Linked DNA regions of Mus musculus: region 1 is linked to region 2. Evidence: chromatin contacts called from public promoter capture Hi-C data. All regions are on one chromosome and are shown on one strand. Each heading gives the region's core, a stretch centred on a gene start, on an enhancer-like site or on the middle of the called end of the contact. The rest is flanking DNA. Distances are from core to core; before and after follow the strand shown.

What was found. Promoter capture Hi-C pulls out the DNA fragments that hold promoters and counts their contacts.
Region 1: a promoter capture Hi-C map of liver shows a contact between it and region 2, with 4 times the contacts expected there. The contact joins the promoter of Zscan29 here to the promoter of Inafm2 in region 2. A contact is called at or near these places in 1 of 39 promoter capture datasets (liver) and 1 of 9 other capture datasets (liver).

Annotation. Positions count from the first base shown.
Region 1 is chr2:121,169,678-121,173,478 of GRCm38.p6, forward strand. Zscan29 (zinc finger SCAN domains 29) reads right to left here and starts at 1,448. Exons shown (of 5, transcript NM_001290819.1): 1 at 133-1,448. The coding sequence starts at 447. Tubgcp4 (tubulin, gamma complex associated protein 4) reads left to right here and starts at 1,491. Exons shown (of 18, transcript NM_153387.3): 1 at 1,491-1,794. The coding sequence starts at 1,717.
Region 2 is chr2:118,743,879-118,747,860 of GRCm38.p6, forward strand. It overlaps Inafm2 (InaF motif containing 2), which reads left to right and starts at 1,880. Exons shown (of 1, transcript NM_001301269.1): 1 at 1,880-3,982. The coding sequence starts at 2,237. The coding sequence ends at 2,695.

The sequences.
Region 1 (3,801 bases), core at 198-2,697, 2.4 Mb after region 2:
AAAAAGTAACCCTTCCAGATCAGAAGTATCAAAATCACCAAACCTCTTTACATCCGACTGATCTTAAACTGCCCCTCCATCCTTGTCTCTCCCCAGCCACACACTTCTGACTGTATTCCCCCTCCTCCTCACCGAATGTCCAGGTCTTCCAGACTCTCTTTCTAAATCTTCCACCAGTGTCACCGCCTCCTCTCCATTTTCTGGACATTGCTTCTGTACCCAGTTCTGGATCTCCACAGGTAGCACAGTCAGGAATTGCTCTAGCACCAACAATTCTACAATCTGCTCCTTGGTCCGCACCTCCGGCCTTAGCCACCGACAGCAAAGTTCCCATAGTTGGCTGAAAGCCTCCCGGGGCCCAGCCACCTCCTGGTAATGGAATCTTCTGAAGCGCTGTCGTAAGCTTTCAGAGCTTGTGCCATTTCCTCTCCGAGTGGGTTTGGCCATCTTTCACAGCAGAAAGCCGTTTCTCTCCTCACTGTCTGGGTTCTAGGACTTATTACACTATCTTTGCATGCCCTTGGAGAAACACCTGCAGATGAGTCTCTCTGTAAAAAGGAGTTTTATCCTAGAGTAGAGAGAAATGGCGCTATCTGAGGAGAGTATCTTTACATGTTTAAAACCTTGTCAGAGCCGGCCTGACTTTCAATATGCTCGAAGTGGCCTTCTGAGGCAGTACCTTTTCAGGACAGCAAATCAATAGGCAAGGTGAAAATGACCTTTTAAAAACTGCATTTCTAGGTGACGTTTAGAGTATCCCCAGGAAGTTGCAGAGAAAAGAAAAATCTGTCCGCTTCGCTCCCACCTCAGGTAAATCATTAGCGCCCCAGATCAAATCGGTCAAAACGTTTGGCGAACGACAACAAAAAGCCTCTGTCCAGCGAGCGCCGGCTATTCTCCCCTAGAACCACCGCCGTCCTTCCAGAAGCTCCTGGTGTCTGCCCCGCCCCTTGAACACCAAACTACAAATTTCCACCCCGAACCAAAGTCAAGTGCCGAACACTGGGTCTCTTGCTCGCGCCTCCCGAACGAAGTAAGAACTCGGCAAGAGTTCCGGGGCGACAGATGGGGAAGGTCGCGCACCGGGGGAGCCGACTTGGGCTTCTAAATTGAGGTGGACTAGGGGAGAGTTACAGGAGTTGGTGAAGCGAGGAAGCTCGAGGGGCGGCAGTGGTGGGTCTCCTGAGAACGAGGCCGATGCGGGCCGGTGCTGCGAGTCCGTGGGCTTCGAGCACAGCTCCACAGCGGCGGCTGCCAAGTTCCAGCTTTGTTTTCTTCCCTCCGGCCGGGTCACTCTGGGAGACGTCGGCAGTCGGTCAAAATGCCACAGACCCTGCCAAGGCGTCCTGAGGACTCCCGCCGGCCCACCCCAGGCCGCGTCTCTCTCAACCAGCTTCTCAACTCACTCTCATCCCTTCCCCTCCTGGGCTAGCCTCAGTCCCGCTCTCAAGCCGGAAGTCCGAGCGGGCTTCTCCTGGAGCCCAGGACGCATGCGCGACGGCACCGGCGCCTCCTCGCGGCTCCGCGGCGGGAGCGAGGCGGTGGGCGCCTGGGCCGCGCGCACTTCCGGGATGCGGCGCGCGGCTCTGTGGCATCTCCTCTCCCGGTGGACTGCGGGGATTCAGGGCAAGAGATTCCGCTGGGTGTGAGGGGTCGCCCGGAGAGGCGCTGAAAAGAGGAGGTGGTAGATCTAGGGACTCCCGAGCCGCCCTAGAAATGATTCACGAACTGCTCTTGGCCCTGAGTGGGTACCCAGGGTCCATTTTCACCTGGAACAAGCGGAGTGGCCTGCAGGTATGCAGGGGGTCAGAGACGAGTCGCTTGCCGCGCGGCGGGTGCAGCTGAGCCGCAGCGAAGGGGCGGGACCCGGGGAACTCCAACCGACCGGCGCCCGCGAGCGGGGAGAAACCGAGGGCCAACCCTACGGAGCTCCGGCTATGGGGGCCCTGCGGTCCCGCGACTCCTGCTAGAGAACCACTAGGAGTGGATAGAACCACACTTCTTTTCACTGCATATGAATTTGTTGTTAAACTGAATCCCTAAATGTGTAGCTGGAATTAGATGATAGTTATTTGAGGGAAAAGGGGGAGGGATAGGGAACTCTTGCATTGATTCAAATTGAATTTTGAAAGTAGTGGAAATGTATACAAAGCGCTCAAGACACAATACTCAGTAAATTGTGTTGGATGAAAAAAATGAATTTGTAAACATATGGTGTTTCCCTCCTTTCTTCGAAAATTTCTGTACCAGGTGAAGAACTTGAGAGGGGGTTTTTCCTGTAATTAGAAGAGTATAACAGGAATGTACCCGTTAGTTGTTTTCTCTTCCTCTCCCCCTCTGTTCCTTTATCTCCCCCAACCCCCGTGAGAAGCCCAGATATAGCGTGATACTCAATATTTTGCCGAAACTAAATTGGCAACACTGAGTTTAATAGCCAGGCGTAGTGTTTGTGCCTGTAATCCCAGCCTTTGGGAAGTTGAAGCAGGATTATTGGTGTGATTCAAGTCCAGCCTGGGCTTCACTGTGGAACCTTCTCTCAAAAAAGAAAGCAAGAAAAGAAGGGAACAGAGGGCAGAGAAAGGCAAAGAAAAGAATGACAACTACAAATGTGTCTAAGTGTGTTGTGTAAAATGGTATCAGTGACTTCAAGGTGGAGTTGACTTTTTCACAGTAATTAAGCCTAAACTAGAATTTTTTTTTTTAAAACTAGAGTATGTGTCTATGTTGTATGAGTGTGGGCATATATGTCACAGAGTGTATGAAGAGGTCAACTTTATGGAGTCACTTCTCTCTTCCCACATTTGTGTAGGTTTCAGGGATTTAACTCAGGTCTTCAGGTTTGTGTAGCAAATGCCTGACTCTCTGAGCCATTTCACTGATCTTAAACCTAGAACTTTTCTAAAACTCTGTCAACAAGAAGTGTTCAAATTTGATAACTGTACCCAAGGAGCTAAAGGGATCTGCAACCCTATAGGTAGAACAACATTATGAACTAACCAGTACCCCGGAGCTCTTGACTCTTAGCTTCATATGTATCAAAAGATGGCCTAATCGGCCATCACTGGAAAGAGAGGCCCATTGGACTTGCAAATTTTATATGCCCCAGTACAGGGGAATGCCAGGGCCAAAAAGTGGGAGTGGGGGGGTAGGGGGGTTGGGGGGGTATGGGGGGCTTTTGGGATAGCATTGGAAATGTAAATGAGGAAAATACCTAATAAAAATATTTTTAAAAAGTCACAAAAAAATTGATAACTGTAGAAGTGTCATCAGTAATAAAAGACACACATACATATATATTGAATCTGTAACTGTGATTAACACCTGTCATTCATATTATCTGTTATCACAGTTATCTCCACTTTTTACTTCTGAAAACTAAGACATTGAGAGGTGCCATGATGTAACTTGCCTAAGCTTTCAAGCAAAACATAATTTGAAGATATAAGCCAAGGGAGTCTCTGTCCCTGTCTGTTTCTGTCTGTCCTCTCTCCTCTCCTCTCCCCTGATCCCCTCTGTGTAGGTCAGAGGACAACTTGCAAGAATTTCCTACTATGTGAGTCCCAGAACATCTTTCCAGCTCCTATTGTGTGAATTCTTTCTCTAGGGTACCTATTTTAAGAACAAGCAATTACATCTGGATGAGGAACACGACCTTGTAATTGTGTAACAATACCTTGTTAACCAGAATTACCAACCCAGTAACAAGGAAAATTAAAACCATGTAAAACCATGGGCACCTTACGGAAAGGAAATAGAAAAGAGAATAGAAAGCATTTTAAGCTGCAAAGAACCTTGATTGGT
Region 2 (3,982 bases), core at 630-3,129:
AATTCACCTTGGGATGGTCCTACGATCAACCCCACCAGGAAGGCCAGAGAACAACTGAGAAAGGAGAAAAGGACATTTGATTGCAATTTTTGGACTTTAATACTACAGGCCACCTTCAAGACCTGCTCTGGCTGCTCCAGAACAGTACCCCGTCCCGCCCCCACCCCTGTGTGTGTCTCTCTCTCATACACACACACACACACACCACCACCACCACCACCACCACCACCACCACCACCACCACCTATCAATCCACAGAAGCCCATAAACACTAAACTCTCAATGTCCTTGTAATATCTCAGAAATTAAAAAGGCACGGTTTGCCAGGCAGTGGTGGCGCATGCCTTTAATCCCACACTTGGGAGGCAGAGGCAGGTGGATTTCGGAGTCCGAGGCCAGCCTGGTCTACAGAGTGAGTTCCAGGACAGCCAGGGCTACACAGAGAAATCCTGTCTCGAAAAACCAAACCAACCAACCAAACAAACAAAAAACAAACAAACAAAAGGCTCCTTGAAATAGTATTGGGTGGCCCATTGCTAGAGACACAGCCCCACCTGAGCCTCCAACCAGGACCAGATTAGAAACTTGTGGTTCGAAGCCCACTAGTACACTGCATTCTGGTAGCGCTTCCATGGGATGGAAAATTTGGGGAAGGGCTTGGATAAGGAAAGTCAAAGTCAAAGGAAAGGGAGAAGTGGAAAGGGCAGAGGGAGTCCTGCCCAAGAGGTTAGAAGTCAGTGGGGCCCTCGCAGAGGCCACGCCCCACCCCAACTACATCAGGACCACAGACCTTTCTCCTACTCAGACTCATAGTTCTCTAATCCACTGAGACATCCAGGCTGCTCACAAAGACAGTTTTGGGAACACAGGGAGAGTCAAGCAAGAGGCACCCAGAAATCAATCGCGGTGAATTACAAAGAGGAAATAGGGATGAAACAAGCAAAGGGGAAGAGGGTGAAAGTATAGAAAGGGTGGTACTAAGAGTCCCTGCGTGCAGAGGGGTGGCCGGCATCCAAAGGGCCCTAAGAGCAAAAAGGCTGAAGCCTGGAAGGAACAAGCCTCAATGGGAAAAGACAGTTCTCTACATCCTGGGGTTGAAGAGAATCAAAGAATGAAAACGCTGGGAGATGTCCTCCACCAGTTCAGTGCAGCCCCTTGGGTACAATTCGAGACCAGTCCTGAAAGTCAGAAGACCAGAAAGTAGGACCTGAGACCTGTTGTGGGATTTGAGATTATGCTGGCAGGTCAGCCTAAGAAACAAACTCAACCTTTGGCTCTTGTCCCTGTGGCTCACAGTAGTCTGACTCAAGGGTCCTAAGAGGACCCAATCAGGCAAGATTCGAGTGGTCTCGGAGTCCAGACCAACAGAAAAAAGGAAGCGAGACTGACTGCGGTGTGCGGGCGCCAGGTTCCCAGACCCGAACCAGGCTCTTTGGGGTGAAGGGATCTGGGACACTATCCCCTCACTATTCTAGAGCTACCCGAGAGCACAAGCTTAGTGTTAGCTCCACTTCGGAGACCCGGTGTAGGTGGGCCTGGTTAGTTCTCCCACCTACCATCTCCTAGCCTGGGCCATGTGAGGAGACGCCTGAGTTGACAGCTTTCTACGGAGCCTGCCCCTCCCTGCCACCTCCCGGTTCCGCACTCCCTCCCGCAAAGTGCCTTTCCCCCTTTAAAGAAGCTCCTGTCGCCCCTTTAAGGCCCAGCCTCCCTTAACTCTCTCTTAACTGGGCGTCCCCCACGGGGCCCACGATTCCCCGCCGCAGCCGCCTCCCAGCGCGGCACTTCCGGGCCCCTACATCGCCCTTTTAAGGGGCAGCCCCCCGGCAGCGCGCGGCCCCGCCCCCTGCACCGGCGCGCCCCGCGGGGGAGCCGGGCTAGAGCCGGAGCGCGCGGTCCGCGCGGCCACTGGAGACCAGGCGGCCGGCGGCCGGGCAGGCGGCGGCAGCGGCAGCGGATGGGGACGCGGAGTCGGGCGGCTGTGGCTGTGGCGGCGGCCGGGAAGCAGCTGGCGGGCCGGCGGCGGCGGCGGCGCTGGCGGCGGTGACGGGCCCAGGCCCCGGCGGCGGCAGCGACGCGGTGGCGGGCTGCGGGCGGGCGGCGTGAGGAGCAGCGGCGGAGCGCGGGGCCGCCGGGAAGCCAGGGCGCCGAGACGCCCCCTGCCCAGTCCTCGCAGGCCGCCAGGCCCCCTCCAGCCGGGGCCGTGGAGCACCGGGGCAAAGGCCGGGGCCCCCCCATGAAGGAGCGCGACGCGGCCCCGGCCGAGCGGGGCAAGCCGGCCACCTACACCGGGGACAAGAAGGCGAAGATGGCGGCCAAGACCAACAAGAAGTGGGTCCGGCTAGCCACGGTGTTCGCCTACGTGCTCTCCGTGTCGCTGGCCGCCATCGTACTGGCCGTCTACTACAGTCTCATCTGGCAGCCGGTGGGTGCCGGGACCTCGGGGGGAGCCGTCGGCCCGCCCCCCAGCGGCTCCAACACCACCGGCCCGTCTGGGACTTCGGGGGTGGCGGCGGGGCCCAACACCACCGGGTCGTCCCGCCGCGAGGCGCCACGCGACGCACCCCCGCTGCAGGCGGCGAGGCCGGCGCCCCCGGAGCCCGCTGCAGACAGCCCCCTGGCTGGGCCGCTCGAACGGCCGCGGGGGCTGGACGAGGACGAAGAGGAAGCGGCCGAAGAGCCCCGGAGTCGTTGAATCTCTCCGCGTTGGGGACGGTCGGGAATCATCGTCCCCTAAGCCCCCAAGCAGGACTTTGCAGCAGGACCGGCTCCGGAGCCCGCCGGAGTGACCCCTACGCGAGCGTACGCCCCCACACACCTCAGCGATCGCCAGTTTGCCCCGGGAGCCGGTAATGCACAACCGGATCTTCAGCCAAGGGACCACGATTCGCCGGGGACTCGGGGTTTGATCTTCCCAGCACCGTGCTGCGCCAGGGCCCTGAGCCATAAGGGGAACTGGGGGGGAGGGTGGAGAGAGCCTAGCACCCAGCCCTTCAGCGCTGCTAGCTCTGGTGTTTCCTAAACGCAGGGGGTGACTCGGGCGCCCCCTCCCCAAGACTCAGGGGAAGGTAGGGAGTTGTGTAGGGGCTCTTTTTTTTTTTTTTTTTTAAATAAGCCGAGGCTCTCCCAAAGAAGAGAGCACCAAAAGTAGCGGAGCTCAGGTACGTCAACCTAGTTGCAGTGGCCAGACATGCGTTTAATTTATAGATCCCTGTATATAGTTGTTGACATATGCACTAGACGCTATAATCACATAGAACTCTATGTATCTCCCCACAGCCTGGGTAGCTACTGAATGGTGGGGTCCAGCAAGGGCTATTTGCTGGCCTTCAAACTGCACTTAGCCAGAAGGGCACAAACACAAGCTTTTTTTTTTTTTTCTTTTCCATCACCCACTCTTTCACCTGTTCCCTTCCTGTTTCAGAAAGATAAGTTCCTGACGTTCTTGCACAAGAGTATAATCATTCTTAGACCCCTACCATGGCCGTGGAAAAACCTTAGCAATAGAGACTGTTTAGGGAGGGTGGGGAATGTGCTGACCCCCTCCGGTTCTCATCCTAGTGCTCCCACCAAAGTGGCTTCCTGTTGTAGCCTGAGTCTCTGGATCCATGCCAGGGGCGATGGCAAGAAAGAGTAGAGCTGCTGTGTTTAGATCAGTCCCTTCCCTCACAGAATTCCTTTAGGAAGAGCAAGCCTTTTTAAGTACAGTGATTGGCAAGTGTTTTCTCTCATTCCTTTTCCGGCTCCTCAACTATCTTACCGGTTCCAGATCTTGTCTTATTTCATTTCTTGCCCTTCTAGATCTTGTCTTACTCGTGTTTGCATTTCCTAGTTTTTGAGCCTAACACAGCAGCTTGCCGTTAGAACCAAATCAGTTGCAAAACCAGAGCTTTGATGTGGTTCTGAGTTGCTTTATAGGGTGAGAAAGAGCAGAAGGTAGAATTCAAGTTCAGGAGTGTGCCTGGCTAGCCAGTGAAGAGAC